2 separate regions of the Mus musculus genome follow, and region 1 is linked to region 2. A link is a contact called in public HiChIP or PLAC-seq data. All regions are on one chromosome and are shown on one strand. Each heading gives the region's core, a stretch centred on a gene start, on an enhancer-like site or on the middle of the called end of the contact. The rest is flanking DNA. Distances are from core to core; before and after follow the strand shown. Region 1 has its middle 32 kb from the start of Sorbs1. Region 2 overlaps Sorbs1 (sorbin and SH3 domain containing 1).

Region 1 (4,793 bases), core at 1,888-4,387, 110 kb before region 2:
TCCATATCTAGTCCGCTCCTAGATTCAACTCAGCAATTCAGTTTTTTGGTTTAAACTAGTCTGAACTGGCTTTTTATTTTTCATATTGGAAGACTGGATGATATACCTGGGTTCAAGTCTCTGCTCTGCCACTAGGAAACTGCATGGCCTAAGCAAGAAATTTAGCCTGTTTGTTCTTGGGACTGTTGTTATGCCTGCTACATAGTTGGTAAGGTAGAGGCACTGCATTGTGAGGGAGAGGTGACCACGTTCTGTGCTGTCATTCCTCGTGAGCTTGATGCTGTTCCCAAACTCCAGAAGTGTCTTGCTACTGATGATGCTACATTCAAGAGCCAGATTTTCCTATCCTGTCTGCAGCTGCTCCCCCAGAAGACCACACTGGTCCACTCTGTAAACACTGAGGTACAGAGCACAGAGTCTGAATAGACATTTAAGCACCGGGGCAGTGTGGGGAGCTATCACTGAGAAGGGCATGAAGCAACAGAGATCTTAGTTTGAATCTGAGAGAAAGGGAGAGGAATATTGCCTGTTGCCTGTTGCCTGAAAGAGAGGAGGTGATCCTGGGAGGGCTGAAGGGGAGAGAGTGTGGCAACAAAGTGAGAAACAAGGTTTCCAGATACTACACATGATTGATACAGTGTGGTACTGAATAGAGGGGGGTGGGGGCTCAGCATCCAAGAGCTAGCCACGCAAGCCTAATCCCTATAACCACAGTGGAAGAGGAGGACTGATTCCTACCAGTTATCCTATAACTTTCTCACATGCATGTGCAAATGTCATCGCCTCAAATAATAACAAAAGTAAAACAAATGCAGAATTTACATCCCCGAGAAAACACAAAGTTTCGGTATAGTTTTAGTCATCTGAAAATTTTAACTGTTAATCAACCCCCCCCATATATATATATATATATATATATATATATATATATATAACTATGAGATGCTGTTTGTTGTCATTATTACTCTGATGCCCCTAAGTTTGTGTGCTGGATAATTTGCTGTTAATTTGACCCAAGCTAGAGCCATCAGAGAGTAGGGAGCCTCAATTGCGAAAATGCCTCCATAAGATTGGACTGCAGGCAACCCTGTTAAGAACCTTTTCTTAATTAGTGATTGATGGGGGAGGGCCCAGCCCACCATGTGTGGTGCCATCCTGGACTTGTGGTACTCAGGTCTGTAAGAAAGCAGGTTGAGCAAGCCATGAGGATTAAGCCAATATGCAGCATCCCTCTGTAGCCTCTACATCAGTTCCTGCCTCTAAATTTCTTCCTCATTTGAGTTCCTGCCCTGACTTCTTTCAGTGATAGACTATGATGTGGAAGTGTAAGCCAAATAAACCCTTTCTCGCCCAGCTTGCTTTTGGTCATGATGTCTCATCACAACAATAATAATAACTCTAAGATGGATAGATATTGTTTTATTTGGGGGTAAGATTTTTGTGCTCTGTTATAACAAAAGCCTCTTGCACTTGTATTTCCATGTACAAGTAACAAGAAGTGCAACTCAAACTAGTATAAAGAAAAATAGTTGTTTATATAACTGAAGAAGCCCGGAGGTATGGAGAATTGCAGGCTGGTATCCAGTTGAGCTGAGGTCTGAACCCCGATGGTCATAATTCACCTACATGACATGGTAGGTGTTCCCTCATGCTCCTGGAACTCTGGCCTCTGCCTAAGTTACCACCCCCTACAGCCCCCACAAGAGAAGCATGGCCAGTAGTCATATAGACAATGGACCAAGCTTCTGACCTTCAGGCTATACTCCTCCCCAGTTACCTAGCAACAGTGAAGACCATAAAAGGGGTGCTCAGCCCCCACCTTGCTCTCTTACTCTTACTCCTCACTCTCTTACTTCTTACTCCTCTCTCTCCCCTCTCTTTGTCTTTTCTCCTTTATCTTCTCCTCTCCTCTCTCTTATTCTTTTTCTCTCTAGCTCTCTCTCTCTCTCTCTCTCTCTCTCTCTCTCTCTCTCTCTCTCTCTCTCTCTCTCTTCCCTTTCTCCCTACATTTCTATAATAAAGCTCTTAAACCATAGAGAGTCTCTGCTCCATCAAGATCCGCTGCACACTCTGGTCGGTGTTGGGAACCTCTTCCCTTATCCCTCTCTCCTACAACCCAGGTTTAGCAAGGTAGCTCCATTGTCCCCAGGTTGGGGCTGCCCCTTCTCCACCCCCTGATGAGTGGGTCAGAGGCTTAGATGCCCACCCAGGGCTGAGTGGAAAGCATCTGGGAGCCCCCCTCCCCAAGCCTGCATCTGCCTGCTCAGAGCACAGGAACTCTGGCCAGATGTTGGGCCCCTTTTCCCTTCCCCCAGGGCCTCCCCAGGGTCCCCCCTTTTTTGTTCCCAACATGGAGGTATAGTCTGACATGATTTGATTAGGATTCGAGCCCTGTTTCTCTAGAAATCTCTGTAAACTGGGTCTCCTCAAGCTTTGGAGTCTTCAGCATCATCGCAGAACTTATCGAAACATCACAGAGTCAATAGATCTGACGCAGTGGCAGAGTTTTCCATCTAGGTATGGGGGTATTCTTTCTATCGCTCAATTGCAAATCTTCAGTTCTTCCTATGTGGCATCCACACTGCCCAGGCATTGTGGACAGTGGGGGAACATTTGAAAGCTAAGTACATCTTTGACACTCCTCCTAGTCAGTCAGACAGGCAACACACACACACACACACACACACACACACACACACACACACCTTTAGTCATCACTGAGTTTATGGGTATTCATATACTCAATACTTCAAACTGGCCCAAAGAGCACAGAAGGACCAGCTAAAACTGAGAAAGACAAGACTGTCTTCTCTGAGACAGGAAGTAAGCCCTCACCAAGAACTGAATCCTGGACCTTGGAAGTGCTGGCCACCTGTTTTGTTGGGGAAGGGTGATTGTCTGGGAAGCATTGGGTTTTAGAAGGAACTCCTATGGCACCACTGGTAAGAATGTTCCCTGTGCAAGCATCAAGACTTGAGTTTGGAACAGAATCACATTTAAAACCGAGATGTAGTTACATATGCCTGAATACCCAGCAATATGGAGAAAGTAGAGTCAGGAGATTCACTGGGACTTGCTGTGGGGATGAGCCTGCCAGTCCTACTTTCCCTGAGCCATCCGAGCTCTCTAACACTAGAGGGCAGTCTAGCCCCATGGACCTGAGCAAGTCTGCTTTTCCTCAGTCTACCAAACACTTCTCGCAGTTCCATCCTGCTCTGCTAGGAATTGCTAAATTGCATCTCAGACAGAAGGAGGACATGGGCTTTTGCTGCTTAACCTATGGAAACTATGTAACATTTCTAAACTTTTGTAATGCTGATGCATACCTGAGGTTTTTGAGATCCTAGGGGAAGCACTCAACATCATGTCCAGCACATGGTACACTGGCCTAATGTTACAATGTATACTTCTAAGGAATAGATTTCAGCTTAGCCCTGGACATTGCTCTTAATGTTTAAGCATCCCTTCCTAAGAAATCAGGTAGTGCCATTCTTTGAACATAGGTACTATGTATCAGATGGCATCTTAGGATACTGAGGAAAAATCACTATTTTTCTTTCCTAGATATAGAAACTGAGAATTGGAAAGGTTGCCTGGGCACTTCAAGGTCACATGGCAAATGGTTGTGGAATCTAGATTTAAACAAGGGACCATGGCTTCACTGGGCCGTGGCTGAAGACCTTCCCCAGAAGGTTTTTTTGTTTTGTTTTGTTTGTTTGTTTTGTTATTTGTTTGTTTGTTTGTTTGTTTTCCGAGACAGGGTTTCTCTGTATTGTACTGGCTGTCCTGGAACTCACTTTGTAGACCAGGCTGGCCTCGAACTCAGAAATCTGCCTGCCTCTGCCTCCCGAGTGCTGGGATTCCCCAGAAGTTTCTTAAGCTTTGGCTTTGAGGCTAATCCTATGGCTAAAGGAGGTCGGCATAGCTACTCACTGGACCCCCTTTCAGTAATCAGATCCTCATTTCTGCTCCAGCTTTGCAAGAGGAGCTGCTGGGCTGGAAACTCTTCCACACCTGCTCTGGGAGGGAGCCAACTGAGTCTTAATGATTTAGGGAGTCTCTAGCCACTTGATATGACGAGCAGGTGTGGATGCTTCCGTGACTTTTTATAGCATGCCTTTACTTACCCTTGTCCCCTCCCCCAGATGCTGGAGGAAAAAAGAGGTGACATTCTCCATCCTGCAGGTGTGTCTGCCTCCTTCTTCATTTTCTACCCAGAAAACCATTTTGGAAGGCACGGACCAATTTCCTTGCAAGCTTCAAGTTGCACCTGCTGGTATAGATAGGATCCTAAGTAGCAAGTAGATAACTCATCTTTTTCTGTTAACACACATTTCCTTTTCTTGACCCTAAACTTACCACAAGTCAAGCACAAAGATTGAGTTTACATGAATGAACAAAAGCTAGATTTTTTTTTTGTATTGTGGATTGCAGCTATGTGAACAGGGGTGGCGGGAGGGGGTGTCCTACGCTGAGAAAAAAGAATTGGAAGGGAATATGAATAGAAAAGTGGCAAGTGGCCCAACTAGGGTCATGTGTGACCTTTACCTAGGCACTTACATACACCCCAGACCGTAACTGCTCAACTCCCTTTTCCTCACTCTTTTCTGGAGCTATTATTGCCCGGTGGGGTGCAGGATGGGGTGTCACTGTGGCACCACGAAAGCCCTGTTTTCAGGTTTGTTCTTCACTTGCACCGTCAGCCTGTGACTGAATTGTTAGCACCATCTTTCCTAGCTCCCAAACTGCATTGTGAAGTGAAGCCAGGGGAATCCACTGAGTTCTAATCATGT
Region 2 (4,719 bases), core at 1,948-4,447:
CGAGTTCCATCTCTGGAAACCACATGAAGTCAGGCAGAGTGGCTCATTCAGTCAGAGCTGGATGGCCAGCCAGCCTCATCTACTTGTTGAGTGCCAAGTGAGCGAGACGCTGCCTTTAATGAAAACAAAACAAGTGCAACACCCAAAGCTGTCCTCTAGGGCCCACGCAGTCTCACACTCCTGAAGGTTATTCATACCCCACTGTTTTAACTCATCCAAGGCCTTATCTTTTTCTCAAGTGCTTTGTTCAGCTTCTACCCCGCTCCCTTTATTGTGGCCCAGACACTAATAGAACATTCCAGTGCTAGGAGGGCTTCGGAGCCTTTTAAAGAACTTTCCAGACTCTGTAGCTCTCTGCCTCCCAACCCTCTCTGAACCAAAGGGTTTTTCTCAACTTGGATTTCCCTACTTCCCTTCCAAGAACTCAGCATCTTTTTTCCTCTTCCCTCCAGTTCTGTGGCTGGCTTTCTGGCTGCCTGCTACAACCTTGCAGGGCAGAGGTAATGACTCCCTACAGGATTCATCCCTGTTGACCACCCAGAACTTCCCAGCACACCCTTAATCCCCAGATGATTTGTCCCTTAGGACTCCCACCCAGGACGGGGCTGGGCTGGCTGGGCTGGGCTGGTCTACTAACAACTCCACTGTGCTTGAATGTTCCTGGAGCTTGTGAGCCTCTCCCTGGGCTGAGGCACCCCCACCACCAGGTCAGAAGCCAAAGGAAAGAACCAACTAGGGATGGGCTGGTGGAGAGAACTCAGTAGCCTGAGTAGAAAGCAGAGTGTGTGGGGAAGGGAGAGGGAGGTGGGAAAATCAGTGGTGACCCTGAAGACCCTCAGCCTGCAATCCAGGCGTGGTCCCCTGTTCTGCAGCTTGGGACCCATTTTGTTTTGGGATGACTAAGTCCAAGGAGAAACCCTGAGCTGACCTCATAGAGCAAAGAAGTTCAAGTCTATTGTTACAGACCTGGGATCATTAAGACTCCTGGCTCTATTGAGGTTGATCTCTTTACTGTCTGTGGAAGAGGATTTAAAGAGGCAAATCACAGTGAGGGATGTTTGATTTAAGGAAAGCTTTTTAAAGAGCCCACGTTAGGGGTGTGCATTTGCATACAAACAATGAGAGTGCTAATTAAAATGATTCTCACATCCTTGTTTCAGCAGCACAGGACTGCTGCCTGGCAACACTTGCACAGTGGAAGGGAGCGCTTTGAAAGCCAGCCTGGTCCATCATTCTAATCAAGGAAGACATATTGTGAGCCTTTCATCTGCAAGGCGCTGTGCTAGGACCACTCTGTGTGTGTGTGTGTGTGTGTGTGTGTGTGTGTGTGTGTGTGTGTGTGTGTGTGCGCGCGCGCGAGTGTGTGTGAGTCTAGAGTATCAAACCTAATAGTTGTCTTCTAGGGTGGCAGGTGACAACATAGGGAAGTCTGAGTGGAACCTGTGAATTGAAAGGTTGGTAGGAAAGAGTAAAGAAGAGAAACGTCGTCCCACCTGTTGAGTTAGGACCTACTTGCTCACAGTGCTTTAGAAATTGCTAGCATTCTGCCATGTACAACTGCCCCTCCCCCCCCCCCCCCCAAAAAAAAGGAAAATAACAGACTTGTCTAATTCCCTTTGGAAGTCATAGCCCAGCATTTAAAGTATTTCTGTCATCGTCATCTTTGTTGGCATCAGCCATGACTGGGCACCTGCTGTTTGCGGCTGGTTTGGACTGGGCCCCAGGGAGTGTGGGAAGGGTTGATCTGGTCTAGAAGTGAAGTGAAAAATCTTTCAGCTCCTAAAGGAAGCTGCCGCTACCTTTATCTTTAACAAAGAAGAAGCATTTTCAGAGCATCAGGTCTGACATGGAGATGTCCGTGGACTGAAGTCTGTTCACTGGTTGGGAGACCTTGTTTGTAGTCATGTGGATTGGGTTGCACGTCCTGGCCACTTGCCAGCTTTGTGATCTTGGCTTGTGACCGACCTCTGAGCCTCCTTTTTCTCGTTTGTGAAATTGGGATTGATGTAAGGGTAATCATAATATGATGACGATGACAGTAGGCTTGCACTGTGTAGTGTACAGTAGAGTGTGCCTGGAGCTAGGCTGCTGAAGTTCACATTCCATTGCTCTGGAGCCCAGGAAAGTTGCTAAACCTCTCTGGGGCTGTCTAAAGGAGTAAAAAGGAGTAAACAATAGTGCCCTTACCAGAGGATTGTTAAAAGTAAAAATTATAAAGCACTGTATGAGAAAACATTTAATAATCATTAAAAACACACACACACACCTATAATTTTGATTTTCAGATTTTTGAGAGCTTTGACCCTGGGCAAGTATTACTCCAGCTCTCTTAGTCCCTGTTCCTTGTTGTTTATGTATAGTGGAGGTAGCCAATGTTCTAATGTATTAAAACACTTTCTGGAAGGAATTGTCAGAGCTGGGATCAGAACTCATATACTTGCTTTAAAAGTGGCTGCAGGCACATCTGTAGCCATTTATGCAGGCAGATGGCTGTGCGTGTATTAAAAAGTCTTTCATACCATAAATGTGTTCAGTAAAAAGCCAGTCCCCTCTTCTCGACGGCCGCTGTCCTGTCTCATATACCTGTGCTGGTATCTCTGGTGTTGTTGCTATCTGATGTCCCTATCAGCTGTGACTTTGAGCTCATGTCCTCTAATGGGATCTCGGGGGCACACCAAGGTAGCTATCACACTTTGGTCTTTTTTGGTCTTAGTGCTTCCTCTCTGGCTGGATTTGGCTTTGAAGACCAAAAAAGTCTATTGTATTGCGAGACCTGTTGAAGGTATTACAACCTTCCGGAAAAGGCTAATATGAAGTCATGCTTGCGAATGAAGTGCTGAGAAACATAGGAAATCATTGTATTGGGGAATAAAGCAAAGCAAAACAAAACAGAACAACAACCCCAGCTTCAACACATTTGCTGACTCCCTGTCACTCAGGCATTTTTTCATGTTTGCTGATGAAATGAACACTTTAAAATGCTGTAACATAATGTATTAAAAGACAAACACTACCCTCAATGAGTGGCGAGAGGTGCTTTAGTACTCACACCCTATTTTGGGCCTCTGGAATTCAGTTCCTTCCTGTTGCCAGCTGAACCTGATGCATTAGATGAAAATATAGTCCTATCTTCAAATGTGGACAGCGGGACATTCTGTCCTCTGAATTTCAGTGTTTGACTTGGGTGTTGCAGGAAACTTGGCACCCTCCCTTTTCAAAATAATAAACAGACATGATGTGGCCTCGTGTTTCATCTGATGGGCTTAGATGCTATTGCCTCATAAAGGCTGATTCATAGACAAATGGTAACTAATTATAGTAGCTTAAAAATAATACCCCTGTTTGAAGTTGACAAGGCAGGATGCCATGCGAGTCTTGGAGGACATGAGAGACTCTGTTTCTTTGGTGTTACGGAGGTGACACACACTTTTCTAGTTTAGCTGCTTGGTGGTTGTATTGGTTCATTAACTGCTGTCTTCATTTTAATTTTTCTAGTGCCTCCTCTGTGCACAAATACAGGAAATGTCTTTTTCTTGCTAGCTGTCTACCATATACATACAAACATATATACATACAAACACACATATATATATATATATACATACATTTACCTGTTCGTTCATTCATTCATTCATTTATCTACCTATTATGTACCAGGGTTTCTCATCTATTTATTTATTTGTTTGTTGGTTGGTTGATTGGTTGGTTTGTTGTGTGCTGGGGATCTAGCCTAGGACCTTGTACAGGTCTTCTGTACACTAGGCAATGTTCTTAGCTCTACTGATGATATCTTAATGAAACGGTGTCATGTTTGAAAAAAGCAAGTGCATTTTTTTTTCTAGTTCAAAACGTTCAGAATCCTTCTATGAAAAATAGCAGGAAGTTGTCTACTCCTTCATGGAAAGTTTAAATGACATATTATAGCATGCTTTTTAAAAAAGCAATTGGTTATTATTTCATGTGCATGTGTGGGGTTTGAGTGCACGCATGTGCACTGTATTTGTGCAGGCCCTCAGAAGTCTGAAAAGGTCATCCGATCGATCCCTTGCAACTGGAGCTGTAGGTGGTTTTGAGTCCCTGAACTTGGGGCCTCTGTAAGAACAGCAAGAGCACTCATCTGTGAACAATCTCTCCAGAGGATTGTTATCACAGATTACTTTCATTGCTTCTACCTCACTGTGAATTAATTTTACTCCTGATTTAGTTTTCTCTAAGTAAATAGACCGTATGTGATCGTGTATAAAACTTAAAAATTAGGAAAATATCTGCAATAAGAGTGAATCTTCTGCCCTTCCTGCCTTGGCCAGCTCTCTTCAGAGGCAGTCTGGGGCACCACTTGCCTGCATTCTCTCCTGGAGATGTCTTTTGCATTAACCCAGAAGGACCTCTGTGTACACCCTCCACCATATTCTTTACCTTGATATTTGTTTTCTTTTAATCCATGATCTTGGAGGTCTTCTCACTTTACAAATTGAATTGCTTAGTCTCTGAAAACCAGTTGTTTTAAAAAGTGGCTGTGTGATCAGAGAGCAATTGTTTCACTCTTTTACCTGTGAAGCTAAGCATGGTATTGTGTGAATAATGGTGTCCATCTACTGAACTGTTTTGCTGCTATGAGCAGAACTTGAGAACTCAGGGACATGAGTGCTTTCTCCTGTTACTATTGCACTGCATGGTTTTAGCCAGTTAATCTTTTTGTACCTCAGTTTCCCCATTGAT

What was found. HiChIP or PLAC-seq counts read pairs in DNA pulled down with a chosen protein or histone mark.
Region 1: a contact with region 2 is called in an H3K27ac HiChIP or PLAC-seq map of heart atrium, with 5 times the contacts expected there. The contact joins two enhancer-like sites. A contact is called at or near these places in 5 of 484 Hi-C or Micro-C datasets (the G1E-ER4 cell line, the HL-1 cell line and liver), 4 of 115 datasets of contacts at active chromatin or transcription factors (cardiomyocytes, embryonic fibroblasts, embryonic stem cells and 1 more) and 3 of 9 other capture datasets (adipose tissue, embryonic stem cells and pancreatic islet).

Annotation. Positions count from the first base shown.
Region 1 is chr19:40,543,410-40,548,202 of GRCm38.p6, reverse strand. No RefSeq gene overlaps it. Among named protein-coding and RNA genes, the nearest start is that of Sorbs1, 32 kb to the right of the region's middle. Within about 2 kb of position 3,137, at least 3 of the 459 cell types and tissues checked have an H3K27ac peak or open chromatin away from gene starts, as enhancers often do. A contact at or near this core is called in heart atrium, where this site is marked.
Region 2 is chr19:40,430,694-40,435,412 of GRCm38.p6, reverse strand. All of the region lies in intron 2 of Sorbs1 (sorbin and SH3 domain containing 1), which reads left to right. Among named protein-coding and RNA genes, the nearest start is that of Sorbs1, 81 kb to the left of the region's middle. Within about 2 kb of position 3,197, at least 29 of the 459 cell types and tissues checked have an H3K27ac peak or open chromatin away from gene starts, as enhancers often do. A contact at or near this core is called in heart atrium, where this site is marked.